Linked DNA regions of Gossypium hirsutum: region 2 is linked to region 1. A link is a contact called in public Hi-C data. All regions are on one chromosome and are shown on one strand. Each heading gives the region's core, a stretch centred on a gene start, on an enhancer-like site or on the middle of the called end of the contact. The rest is flanking DNA. Distances are from core to core; before and after follow the strand shown. Region 1 holds the start of LOC107910291 (60S ribosomal protein L38). Region 2 holds the start of LOC107910163.

Region 1 (6,975 bases), core at 4,298-6,797:
GTGGTAGTCCATTTCCTGATGGTCATTTGTATCATAGCATTATTGGAACTTTATAGTATACATGCATTACACAACCAGACATAGCCTTTTGTGTCAATAAATTGAGTCAATACATGAATGCTCCAAAGGATACTCACTGGCAAGCAGTGAAGCGTGTGTTGAGATATCTTAATGGAACTTTAGATCATGGCTTATACTTCACCAAAGGTTGTTTTGAATTGGTCTATTATTCTAATGCTGACTGGGTATCCACTATTGAAGACAAACGATCCACCACAGGTTACTGCATTTACCTTGGCTCCAATCCAATTGCATGGTGTTCCAAGAAGCAAGTTGTTGTTTCCATATCCTCCTCAGAAGTTGAGTATCGCAGTCTCTCAAATTGTGTTGCTGAACTACTATGGGTGAAGCAGCTGTTGACTAAAGTTGGTGTCTATCTACAACATACTCTAGTAGTATGGTGTGACAACACCTCCACAATGTCAATTGCAGCCAATCCAACTCATCATGCTAAGGTTAAGCACGTGGAGATTGATCATCACTTTGTTCAAGAGAAAGTTCATGATGGTATCCTGCATGTTAATTTTGTGCCCTCAACAAGTCAAATTGCAGACGTTCTCACCAAACTTATCACTCCAAAGCAGTTTTCTTCCTGTTAGAGTTGTGCGACCCAAATTCTTGTTAAAATAAAATACAGTGGTAAAATAAAATAAAAGTAAATCCATATAAAACTGTACTTCTTTTATTTGACATTGAATAGAATAAGGTTTTACAGCCTTACTACACTTCATCTATTTGACACTGATTAGAAAGGTTTTTCATCATTCAAATAGATGCAATTGAAACTCCTCTTGTATTATTTGAATTCGACATTAATGAATTTTCTTCTCCTCTGCCTGTGGTTTTTCCCGAAAGGGTTTTCCACATAAAATCTGTGTGTTCTATTATTTTTTTATTGCTTTGCAATTGTTCTATATTGCCATTATCGAAGTTAATTCTACACTTCATTTCGAGATGCCTTACGAGTCCTCCCTTTGAGCGATAGTCAACCAAATAGGTCAACATAAGACAAACCGGGAGAATGTTAGAGTAGTAGCAGTCGATTAGTTAGTTTGTTAAAGAAAGGTTAAAGAAGTTAGCAGCTTAGCAACCTTTAATATCATATGTATAAATACAAACCTTAATGAGCTTTGTAAGCAAGATAATGATTCAACCAATCTTCTCTTCATAATTCTTTACTTGTTCAGTATTTCATGGTATAGTCAAATAAATCCAATGGAATATCCTATCCTTCACCAAGTCTAGATTGGTAGAAAGAGGATTCCCAAACTAAATGGCTCGCATTGAAAAAAGACCCTATATATCTCTTTTACACAAGGGACATGGCTTATCAATCTCTTCGCCCACATCACATTTAGTACCTTCTCAGATCTGTACATGTTTCCCCATCTTGCAGAAATTCCTCCCAAATCCATGAATTTGCTGGTTTCTTTTCCATGTTTTCTAGCTCCCGATCCTTGTAGTATTTAGATTTCAAAACATTTTCTATTATGATTCTCATGCTTGTTTTGCTGAAAGGGCTTCATTCATCAATCGTGTCATTAAAATACCCAGTCCATCGTTCGAACGGGCCTACAAAGCTTCTCCTAGCTGCACAAGTGTTGTTTACTTTTTGTCTACCTTATGATAAAAGTTTTAATATTTTAATGTTTTATAATTACTTTAACTTAGGTTAGATGAATATTCGCCTTTGGATAATATTTTAAAACATTTTAAGTTTCAGTGTTAATGATGTGAATATTTTGATTTTTTAATTAAATTTGTAATGTATAATTAATGTTTATAATATTATTAAATGTTTTTATAAATTTTAAAAAAAATTTCCTTTATTTTCAAGGGAAAATGTGTTTTTATGTTATTTTTTGAATTTATATAAAAAACTAAATGAAGAAAATGACTAAAGACATGTAATTATAGGAAAATAAAATATTTATTCAAATTTATCTTTTTAATTTTATGAAATAGTTATAAAAATAATTTTTATAATAAATGTTTATCTTTAATTTTCAACGTCATTTAAAATAATTAATTTCAAAATTACTCATATTATACATAAAAAAAAAGAAGTTCAATTTTATATGAACAAGTATATAATTGAAAAAATTGTAATATATACATTTTTTTTCCTGTCCACAACTAATGGAAAGTTGTGATTAATTTCTTCTTGTTCTCTTTACTCATTTTAAATATAATCAAAGGAAATACATCATTTCCTTTCTTTCCGACTTGAATCCAAGCATAGGGTTAAGTTTATGCGAAAGAATAAGCATTTAATCTTGCAGTAAGTTTGCTATTTTTTTTTTTTTAATTTGGAAGGGTTCTGTTGCTGCGCATGTTTTTATTTGTGCTGCCGCATGACATCGTCCTTAATGCAACGGTTAAAATGTAGTTGTATTAATTTTGAAATTTAGTTATTTAAAAGTTTAAAATTTAATTTTTTAATTTAAAAATTTTATTTCAATCATTATCACTGTTGATAATTTCTGTAAAAATTTATCAATTTATTTATTTTCTATCAATCATATGTCACATGATATGAATACGGCCTAATCAATATACTAAATTGATAAATTTTGAGACAAAATACTAACAAGGTAAATGATTCGACTAAGTTTTTAGATAAAAAAAAAGTAAGACTTAATTTTTAACTTTACATAGGCTAAAACTTAATTTTTACAAAGTACAGAAACTAATTCATATTTTTAACCAAATGCATTTTACATTAGTGTAAAATTAAAGTAATTTATCGTACTTTTCATAGCACATTTTGTCTTTGTACTTGTCATGAATACATCTTTATCATATTTATTAAAAATAGTATACATTAGTATATATTTAATGATAGAAAATTTCTTACATAAAACAAATAATTATTAGATTTAATCCTCAACACTTTCATTATATTTTAATTTAGTTCATATTTGACATATATAAATATTTTAAACACATTTAATCTTCAACACTTACATTATATCAATCTAATTCCAATTATAAATATTTCAACAAATTTAACCCACGGTTTTGATCTTGAAACACATCTTCATAAAAAATTGAAATTATACTTTTGCATGTGAAAACTAATGGTTCACTGTTACTGATGACGTTTTGAAAACATAACTGGAAGAAGACCACAAGAAATTTAGTCCTCAACCAGTTTAGAGTCTCGAAATACAAGACGACCCTCGTCATCAACTGTTTTACTAGTTTTAATTCTGATATGCGTTTAAGGATGAAATTGTTAAAATTTATAAATATGGAAGGTTAAATTTGTTGAAATATTTAGAATTAAGATCAAATTGATTGAATATACCAATTTTGAGGACTAAATGTGTTATAACACAAAATTAAAAAAAAAAACCCTCTTTAATAGAGAATAACCAGAACAAAAACATCCCAACCAAAACAGAAAATTTAAATAAAACCTACAATTGATCCAAACCAAATATACTTAAATATTTTCTTCCTTGGCTCATCAATCGACTATGCATCTGATATGAATATGTTCAATTTTTTCGTATTTAGAAAATATCCATACTCATATCTGGATAGACACAAGTCTAAACAACATAAACTTGCAGAAGTGAGAGATCTTCAGTTTTCCAGAAGATGAAAAAACATAGAGCATAGGACAACCAAAAGCAAAACACATTCATTAACCATTAAAAAGTAACTCGACCTTACTCATATCCATAAAAATAACCAGAATACAAATCCATTACAGTAAATTTTGAGTTTGAAAGGCATGAAATATGATAAAAGCAAAGTCAAAATCTAGCTTTCACCTAGTAATTGGATGATAAACTCGAAGCGGCCCTATTTTCACAGGTCCTGGACACTCAAACCTGCAAGCCCAAGCCAAAAGAGAAATGCGGTCAAGAACAATGGTTTGTTTCTGCTACTTATCTAGCATTTATGATTTTAACATTTTATTTGTTCATTCCGCTAGTTCAATCCAAAAAAGAAAAAGGCTCTGCAAACATGTATGGTTTTTTACCTGGAGGAAGAGACTGCTTCAACTTATCAGCCTTCTCAGCATCGGACACACAGTGTGTATACAAGTACTTTGAGCAGCGAACTTTGAACTTGACAAAGTCTTTGCTCTTCTTGATTTTTACAGAGCGTGCATCTTTCCTTCTGGCAGTGAGAAGGAAGTCCTTGATCTCATGAATTTGCTTCGGCTGCACAAAAGAAAAAACATTCATTTAATACAGAAACCTATAAAATAAACCAGTGCTTGCATATGAGCATTAGATACAGGATTGAGTAACAACATATGCGAGTACTTTAACTTTTATGCTAGGTTCAACCATCTCATTTCCACTGACCATTCCAATTACTACTGACTTTTTTTCTCATTATCTATACAAGTCCTTTGATGACATTGCAATTATGAAATAAATGGACATAAATTGATTGATCGCATTACATACTTCCTTGTGATATTGGTTCCAGCCACTGGTATGTATCTATATCTTGGATTCACATAATCAGCTAAAAGGTATTCAAAATTTTGATAAGGATACATGAACCTTATAACAATGTCTAAAAGCATTTAAATGGTACAACCTATCATACCAATGAGGAGTCAGACCCGAGCATGGAAATTATTATTCAAGAGTCTATACAACCAGAAATCCTAAGATGGATCAAATGGTAAGGAGAAAACACCAAGATGGAAACAATAAATCATTCAACAGCAGACAATCGATTCATGTTAAAAACACGAACAACTGATACAATGATTGAAGTTTCTTACAAATTCATTATCCTAGAACTTGTAGAACCTCAAAACAACTTGATCTTTTAATACAAAGAAAAACACTTTCATATTAACTTGCAAAGTTCCAGCAAAGCGCTTAAAAAAACACCTGTGCTAAATAGAGGCATTATACTTTGTACATGAACAAATTTGCAAAATAATTCATCCAAAAATAATTGAACAATGCAAATTGAGAAAACTATCAACTGAAAGTGATAGTTATCACAGTTCTGAAATCTCTAGAACACGTAAAGCCAAAAAAAAAAAGCCCCTCAGTTACCTTCCTAAACACAAATTCAAAAGAAAAATTGAAATCTGCATCAAGGAAGCCAAAAAAACAGAACAACACAAACCAAGAACAAGCATCTGAAGCATAAATTATCATCAGAAAATACAACTATGACAGATAGAGCATCAGAAAAGAACAGATTCAGAGATCTAAGGAGATGATTGAAGAGAGAAAATCCGGTTTTACCATTTTCGGTAGAAGCTTTGTGGAGAGCTTCCTGACTTCTGTAAAACACAAACAAGAAGATAGCACCAAACCCTAATTTCTTCTATATTCAATTAATATATAGGCCCATGACAAAACCCTAGAAAATTTCCCTTGTAAATTATAAATGTTTATCGGGCAGGCTTTAACTATTGGGCTACAAATGGAATAACATTGCTTAGTTGGTTATAGCTGAAGCTTAGAGAAAGAAGACAATTGGGTTTAAGCCGGACTCAAACCTAAATTGGACCGGATTTTATATTTATTAAGAAAACACATTCAAATTTTTAGTTTTTTATTTTAAAATTTTTTATTTTATTTTAATAGTCAATTATACTTTAAAAATTATAAATATAAAATTTTTTTTTTCTTAACATTATAAAACCAGTCTCAAAGGTTTAATGGACCGGGTTTAAGCTTTGCTTATGGAGGATGACCAAGAGCGAGTGTGAAAAATTTGTTAACCAAATTGTTAAGATCAATAACCACTTTTTTTACTTTGTAATTTAATTACTCTTTTCCATTATCCATACAAAGTAGAGAGAGTAGGGTAAATTATTCCAATAACCCCTAAATTTTGTTTAAATTTATATTTTGATCATTTAACTTTTAAAAGTTATATAATAATCATTAACGTTATTAAGTTGTTACATTTTGGCCACTTGTCTGTTGACTTTTTTAAGAGGATAACGTGACACGGTAATTCAAAGGGTTAATAATTAAATTGTCCCTTGAATTATAACTAAAATATCATTTTGATACTTTTAAAATTGTTCTTAAAAATATTTAAATTACAAAAATAATTAAAATCTATAAAAAATTAATACAAATTCTAAAAATATTAAAAAATTTCCCAAAAATAAAAATTATTTGAAAATTCATAAAATAATTATTAAATAATCCATTCACAAAAATAATAATTTTCTTTTTTGATGGGATTTAATTCCCGTTAATGAAAGTTAATAGACGAGTGGCCAAAATATAACAACTCGATAATGTTAGTGACTATTACATAACTTTTAAAAGTTGAGTGTTAAAATGTAATTTTAAACAAAGGTTAGGGACTATTGGTATGATTTTTTTTATTTTTTAAAGTTACAACCACAAATAATTATTATTCAAATAAATTAGAATTAATCATTATAAAGCACAAATCTAACTAACAATTATAATATATCCTGACTTAGATTAGAATAACTTTAGATTGGGCTCAATTTTTTGAAACTATAAACTTCGATATTTTGGAATACTAATCCTCCTAATAGATGTACCAATTTTTAGCTTGGAGTATCCTTATTCAAGCCATGTACTAATACTTACCTCACTAGTTACAAGTTTATGGCTATTGTTTGCGAAGGTATTGGAACAAGAGTTTGAGTTCCAATACTCAAATCAAGAGGTATAATACTCAAGCCCATATTTCCAATTTTTAGGTTGAAATATAACATCCAAACATACATCAAAATGTAACTAAATGTACTAAATATGCATCCAACGCAATACCAACACATTGGATGTAACATCCCTAACCCGTCTCCGTCACCGGATTAAGGTTACTGGATGCTACGACGATTAACAAGTCCAATAATAAATCAAAACAATTAAGAGTTTAATTTAATCATCATAAATCAATAGCCAATCATTATTCATAGTATATATGTGA
Region 2 (7,256 bases), core at 1,237-3,736, 210 kb before region 1:
TTTGTGCTAGTGCAGGAAGATTTTTAGCTAAACAGATAGGATCTTGTATAAGGGCAAAACACAATAATAAGATGAAAATCTGGAGGATGATCAAAGCATTCGATGGCAGAAACATGCAAATTCAATTAGCAGGATCTCAAAGAAGATTAGACAAATTACAACAAACATCAAAATGATTACACCACTGTCACTTAAGGATAGGACTTCTTTTGCCAAATAAAGGATAAGACTTGAAAGCAAGTATCTTTGACAAGAGTTTGACAAGGAAGAATCACATAAACAGAGTCTTATTGTAAAAAAGAAAACGAACTCCATGAAAATTCCAGTTCATAGCAATTAACCAAGAACACTTCCATTATTACAGCTTTTTAGATATACCATTGCTTGCTAAATATCAACACAGAAATAGAAATTAAGATTACTCATTTGACGCTATAAAATCCAAAGGTTCTACGATGTCCCTCAACAGCTTGTTAGATTTAATTTACTTGAGATTATAGCATTACTGTATCACCGTCACAAAGGCAACACAACTTTATTTATAAAACCAAGCAAGTAAAGCACAACAGAAACATGTCCTTGAACAAAGAATCCAAAACAGGGACCAACTCCAAATCTTGGATTAGACGGGCTGACTTCACATTTCAGCACAGCTACACAAACTGGATAAAGAACTGCTTAACTCAATGAATCCCAGAAAGCTTATGACTGAAAAATATTAGTGATCAGGACGGAAAGGGCTTCAAAATGTAACCTACAATCAAACAAAGAACCAAGGTTTGAAGCCCCTACCCCTTTGGCTAACATGGTTGAAAAAATCTGGCAGAAGGACAAGAAAATATTAAATCTCAAGATAAAAGCTGAAGGTATTCAAGAAAAGATAACCACTAGAAAGTTGTGAAACACCTGAAAGGAAAGGAAATAAATGTCATAGCTTTAATTAAATCAAGTAAAAAGGTATAGTTATCCCTACTCACTAAAACAATGAAAGCAAAGCAATACAAACATACTTCCATTGTTAAATTCTTATTATACATAATTTAGTGGAGTCTTAGCCAATAGGAATGTATTCCTTGTAACTCATAAAGCATATGGCATCATATAATGCCAATATATAGATATGCATGCATGTAAATTCAGAGAGTGAGAGAGGAAAACAAGTTCACGAACCAGACATCTATCAAACAACCACATTCAAACCCGGGTAAATATAAACACATCTTGATTTTGTACGGAAGACAATAGAAAGAAAAGGATCTGAAGGCATAGAAGAGAATGAGAATCCAAAGCTGTGAGAAAAATGCTAAAGGAAGGCCGTCTTTATCCCCTATTGCACAGTTTCTTAGGAATTAACAGGATCAATTAAGTCAAAGTACTCATATTTTGATAGAGAATCACCATTTCAAATTTCCATAAAAGCATGTAACAAGTACCATTCCAGTCATCAACCACATAAAGAACCAAAATCAATCACCCAGATCAACATTCAAACAAAATCAAGGAAAGGGGACAAGATCCAATAACCGGCCATAAAGAGCTCCAAAATTATGAGAATTCTTATCCAATATTAGAAAGTTAATCTTTTTACAGTATTTTCTGAAAAAAGAACACAGCCCAAAATGGAATTCCTACTGACTAAAAGATATAGACTTTCACAACTCTCTAAGAAAGGCATCATACAATAAAGAAGACACTCCTACTACATTCAGCTAAAATCTGGAGAACCAATTTTGCAGTCCAAATCAAAGAAACAACGGATACCTATTCTAATTGTTCACCAAGAATTGATCAAATGGAGCAGATCTAAGAAGGAAACTTATATACAAGCTTAATGAGCTCACCTAAAGGAACTTCTCTTTTCTGCCTAGAGTCCAAATTATAAGATTTCGACTACATTTTTAACTTTTTTCAAAAACAAACCAAATGATTGTAACTTTTGTAGTATAAGAATATCAAAACCTTCCATTTTTAACAATAAAAGAAGCAAATTTACAGGCTGAACCACAAAAACAAACGATACCCAGATCTCCATTTGGAGTAAAAGCCAAGAAATTGGGAAGATCTGAGGAAAGAGCAGAGATTAGTGGTGTTTTGTTGGGGTAGAGGACACAACTAAGAAGAAATAAAATGGCAGCATATATATAAAAATAAAAATAAAAGGTAAAGTAAACAAATACCTGAAGTAAAAGAAGAAAGAATCGATGAGGAAATGAGGAGATTTGGAGACATTATGGTTAGAGGAAGAAAAGAAAAACAGACACAGAGAAGAACAGGGAAGAATCCTTACAACAGCAGTCCCACTTTGTCTTTAAAAAGTCCTAAAAGATATTTTTACTGTTATCGTTTGTTGTTCATTTCGTACTCTCATATATATCATAACGCCATATCGCCGCAATTTTTTTTCACTATTTAGTTGTTATAGGAGTTAGCTGTTATTAGGTGAGATGATTTCACGTGAACTCGAAACTCCATGACAAATTCAGTCCATGAAAATTATTAAAAAATTATTTAATAAAATAAAAATTATATTGAAAAAATAGGGTAAACTAAAGAAAACGTCACTCAACTATATTCGTATTCCTGTTTTGATCAATTAACTTTAAAATTTTTCAATTTAGACACTAATGTTTTAATTCGTTTTTATTTTGGTCACCCACCATCAAATTGATTACATAAAGTCCTTTTCTAGTCGGTATAATAACACATTTAGTCTTCAATACTTACTTATTCTATCAACCTAATTATAATTCTAAATAATTCAATAAATTTAACCCTTAATATTTACAAATTCTATCAGTTTTATTCTCAAACTTCTTAACTTATGCTTTCAGCTTTTAAAATAGAGGCATTCCATATCTATTAATTGTTTTATTTATGGTTGAAATTATTCAATTCGATACGTAACCTTTTTTTATATTTGTAAGAAGTTAGTATTAGAATTTAACTAAACATCATTAAAAATAATAGAAAATACAAATTTTAAAAATATAATATATAATAAAATTATATAAATAATTTAATATTTTAAAAAATAAATTTTCACTCTAGCTAGCATAATTTTGTTTTAATTAATTTAGTAAATGATTTTACACTAAATCAGATCATCAGTTATATGTATTGCTGATTGTGGATTTAAAATTTTTAAAAAATAAAAATAAATAAATAACTTAATAATCTCTTAATCAGTTTATAAAATTAAAAAAAATCATTATCAATGTAACAAAAGGAAATTCAATTAATTCTTTCAATTTTTGATTAAAAATACATAATTTTTTTATAATTATTGATTAAACAATTAAATTTTTCAAAGTAATATTTTTAACTCTCGTTTAATTTCAATTTCAAGGACCAACTTCGAGGATTATTTCTATGTACCTCGAAGGAAATATCATATTGTTAACAACAATAATAAATATAAAGTTTTTTTCAGGTTTTTTCATTGATTTAGTCAAAATTTTATCAATCAAAGGATTATAAAATATTATATTTAGAAGAAAACTAATAGAAAAAGAAAAGGAAATAAAGTTTCAAGATAAAATCATTGGTATCAAGAATTGGCTCAAAAAACAGCTCATTAGTTGATAGTGTTATGAATATATTATTAAGTGGATGTCCATCAAAATCACGATAAGTTTGGAGAAGCTTTGTAAATATTCTCATTGATCAATAAAATACGCTCTCTCTTTTTCTCTCCTATTTTCTTTGTTCTTTACTTTCTGTCTTTTTATTTTATAGTACGTTATTAGCACAATTCTCTTTTAATTATTTTTCTCCGTTAGTCACAAAAAATTTTCCCTTTCACCAAGCCTTACCCCTTTCAAGCAACAACCAATGCAATAACCAATCACTCAAATTTGCTACTCAAGCTGTTGTTGATTGCCTTTTAGAGCTACTGTTATTTCAGCCTTCACTTGAGGCATGTGCATTATGGGTAATCATTATGCAAAGAAATTTAATATAATCATTATATGGTATGTTTTTCTCCTTTGTTGATTGATTTTTGGTAAAATTATTTTATGAAAAATATTATTACTTTAAGGTTTCTTTTAAACTATGATTCTTTTATTAAATTATAGTATGTATGATATTTGGATTATTAAAATTGTTCATGATTAAATTATTGTTATTAAATATGCTTGAAATTATTGTATTATATCTTTTAAAATGAATTTATAAATATTTGATTAGAGCATCATAAGATTTTATAACATATATGTGGTATTGAAATTTGATACAATGTGTATAGGATAACTTTTAAGCATCGTACATGAAAATTTTGATTTTGTTTATTAAATAATTTTTTACTATTATATTATAAATGTTATTATGAAAACAAAGTTGTTTTACTACTTGTAATAGTACTCTTGATAATAGTCAAGATGATAATAATAATGTTAAAGAATCTCAGGTATATTTTACTATGATTTATTTATTATATCATGTTTATTATAATTGGAGACTAATCATGATAGATAGATTTTGATTTGAAATCCACGCATATTTTGCGATGGTGATTATGAAATAAAAAATAATGGAGGTGTTTAGAAGTTTGTCCTACCATACTTGTTGCATTCCTCAAAGTGAATACAAACATAAAGAAAATAAAATATATAATCATGGACAACTAAAAGTGGGAATATAGTAATAAATAAGAGAACAATGAGAGTTCTCAAGATAACTCTTCAAAGGGTAAAGATAACTTATATTATTAATGTAATATGAAAGATTATTGGCCAAATATTTTGTTTATGTTAATATTCTTTAAGGAAGAATATGAGAATGTAGTAATGAATTCTATCATTACAGATAGAAAATATTTATCTTATCTTGTACTAAAACAAAAAATATATATTATTTCAATATTTGATAGTACAAAATTAGTTGAAAGCTCCAAAAGAGTTAATATATCAATATCTAAAAGAACAAAATTTGTGATGGTTAATGCATCGGTTTTAAAAGATATTCATTGTAATGGGTTTCATATTGAGATTGTGAATGAGGAAAAAAATTATATTTCATATGAATCACTATTGCCATAAATATCTATTTTGAAAAGATGAAGAAAAAGGGAGGATTGAGTTATTGATTACTCTTGTTATTAAATTGAATTGATTGTGACTATCTTTGTGATCTTCTTTTGTCATCATCCCCACTAAGGGGTTGAAAGCAAAATATTTGACTATGAAAGATCTACTTAAATTCTGGAATAATTTAAAAGAAAAATGTGAGCAATAGAATATGATAATTCTATCTAAAGCTCATCATGGTTGGATGCACCTGAAGTTACAAAATTTTAAAACTGTGAGTATAACCTTACAGTATTCAAAATAAGTTTTCAATTAAAATAACGTGGAAAAATATTACTGATGAGAACCTTACAAGAGAGAACTTATTCAAATTTTCATGATTCAAATGTGCATCTTATTTGTTTATGAAAATGAATATTAACTAATTTATTTATGTTGCTATAGTAGGTTTTATAATTAAATAATATATTTGATTAAAACATATCTGGTATGCAAATTTATATTAACAAACCAATGAATTTTATGGCTATTCAGATTTGATTTAGTTCATATGTTTTATATTATTTTATTTGTTAATTATTTAGAGAAATACCATGAGAAATTGTAAATGAAAAGTTCTATGTGTTAATTGTATTTTGAATTAAATTTCATACATGTTTATGATAATGGTTATGAAAAATTTGCTATTTTTTCATTATGTCATATTTTTATGTTTAAGATGTGGCGTTTATTGATATATTTAAAATATGCTTGTTTCTATACAGGACCTAGGCAATCATTCTTGATATTTAACTGATTATGCAAAACTCTTGTTAAAAGGGTTTTTAAAGTATTTTGAATTGAACTCGAGACTTCTCGCATCCGAAGTAAGAATCATACCACTAGACTAAATACTTGGCATTTGAAGATTTTGACATATTTCTTAAAACAAATATTGCATATAATTATTTGGAAATTATATTTATTGACTTAGTGGCATTATAGACTTCACATTGATTTAGACATTTCCAGTAGTAAATGTCACAATAGTACTTATATGTGAATAAAAAGTAAAAAGAATGATAGTAAAATTATCAATTTATTACAATTTAGTACAATTGAAATGCATGTTGAAGTAAACCAGAAGTTTACTGATATGAATGCATTTACTATTTGGCGTGACCAGTTAGACCATCCTGGGTCATAATTGAGAATTCATATGGACATTCATTAAAGAATTAGAAGATTCTTTAATTTAAAAAATTCTCATTTGTTGCTTGTTCTCAATGAAAATTGATTATTAGAAATTTACTAGCTAAAATTGAGATTTAATGTCTTGCATTTCTGAAATGAATATGAGCTCATTCATCCACCATGTGGATGATTTTGATATTATATGATTTTGGTAAATGCATCTACAAAATAATCACGTATGTGTTATCAACTTGCAACATGTCGTTTGCAAGATTGCTTATTTAAATAATTAATTTCATATCATGCAATTAAGACAATTCATCTTGCTAATACTGATAAGTTTATATCTCAGTCTTTTATTGATTGAGTTTGAAAAACTTTTGTAAAAGTTTGTTATTTATGCGCATAATGGTTTAGAGAAATTGTTGATTGAACACCTCTGATTAATATCTAGACCATTACTTATGAGAACTAAACTTCTTCTTTCAGCATGAGATTATGTTTATTTACATGTTGTACACATCAAGCCGATAAGTTATAAATACTCCCCATTACAATTGGTTTTTGATCAAGATCTAAATATTTCTCATCTTTGAATTTTTGTATGTGCGTATATGTTCCAATTACTCCACCACAATGCAAAAGATGAGTGAATCCTCAAAGAAAGTTGAGAATATATATTAATTACAAGTTTCTTTGTATTATTAGATGTTTTGAATGTATTGGAGATTCAATTATGACATGATTTGTGATTACAATTTTGATTTGATAGTTTTCCCAACATAGGGGGGAGAGAAATATAACTTGTAAAGAGTTAGGGGGAGAGTAATTTGAACCAAAAGTTCAACAAGGATAACTCATTACAAGTTAACTTTTAGATGTATTTACAAATTTAATGAGAATAACCAAGTGTTATATACCATCTAATATTTTAATTTGAATCAAAGTCCCAATAGGACAATCAGTTAGAATAAATAATAGATTGATCGGTTCCAAATATGAAAATTCTTCTAGATGGTCATATAGTGGAGACGGGTACTCTAGAAGAGACCAAAG

What was found. A called contact is a pair of places that touch in the nucleus more often than the background predicts.
Region 2: a Hi-C map of leaf shows a contact between it and region 1, with 1.9 times the contacts expected there. The contact joins the promoter of LOC107910163 here to the promoter of LOC107910291 in region 1. A contact is called at or near these places in 2 of 34 Hi-C or Micro-C datasets (both in leaf).

What each region holds. Positions count from the first base shown.
Region 1 is chrD02:31,182,867-31,189,841 of Gossypium_hirsutum_v2.1, reverse strand. LOC107910291 (60S ribosomal protein L38) reads right to left here and starts at 5,547. Exons shown (of 3, transcript XM_016838098.2): 1 at 5,295-5,547; 2 at 4,055-4,238; 3 at 3,687-3,902. The coding sequence starts at 5,297. The coding sequence ends at 3,880.
Region 2 is chrD02:31,386,629-31,393,884 of Gossypium_hirsutum_v2.1, reverse strand. LOC107910163 reads right to left here and starts at 2,486. Exons shown (of 5, transcript XM_041089345.1): 1 at 2,288-2,486.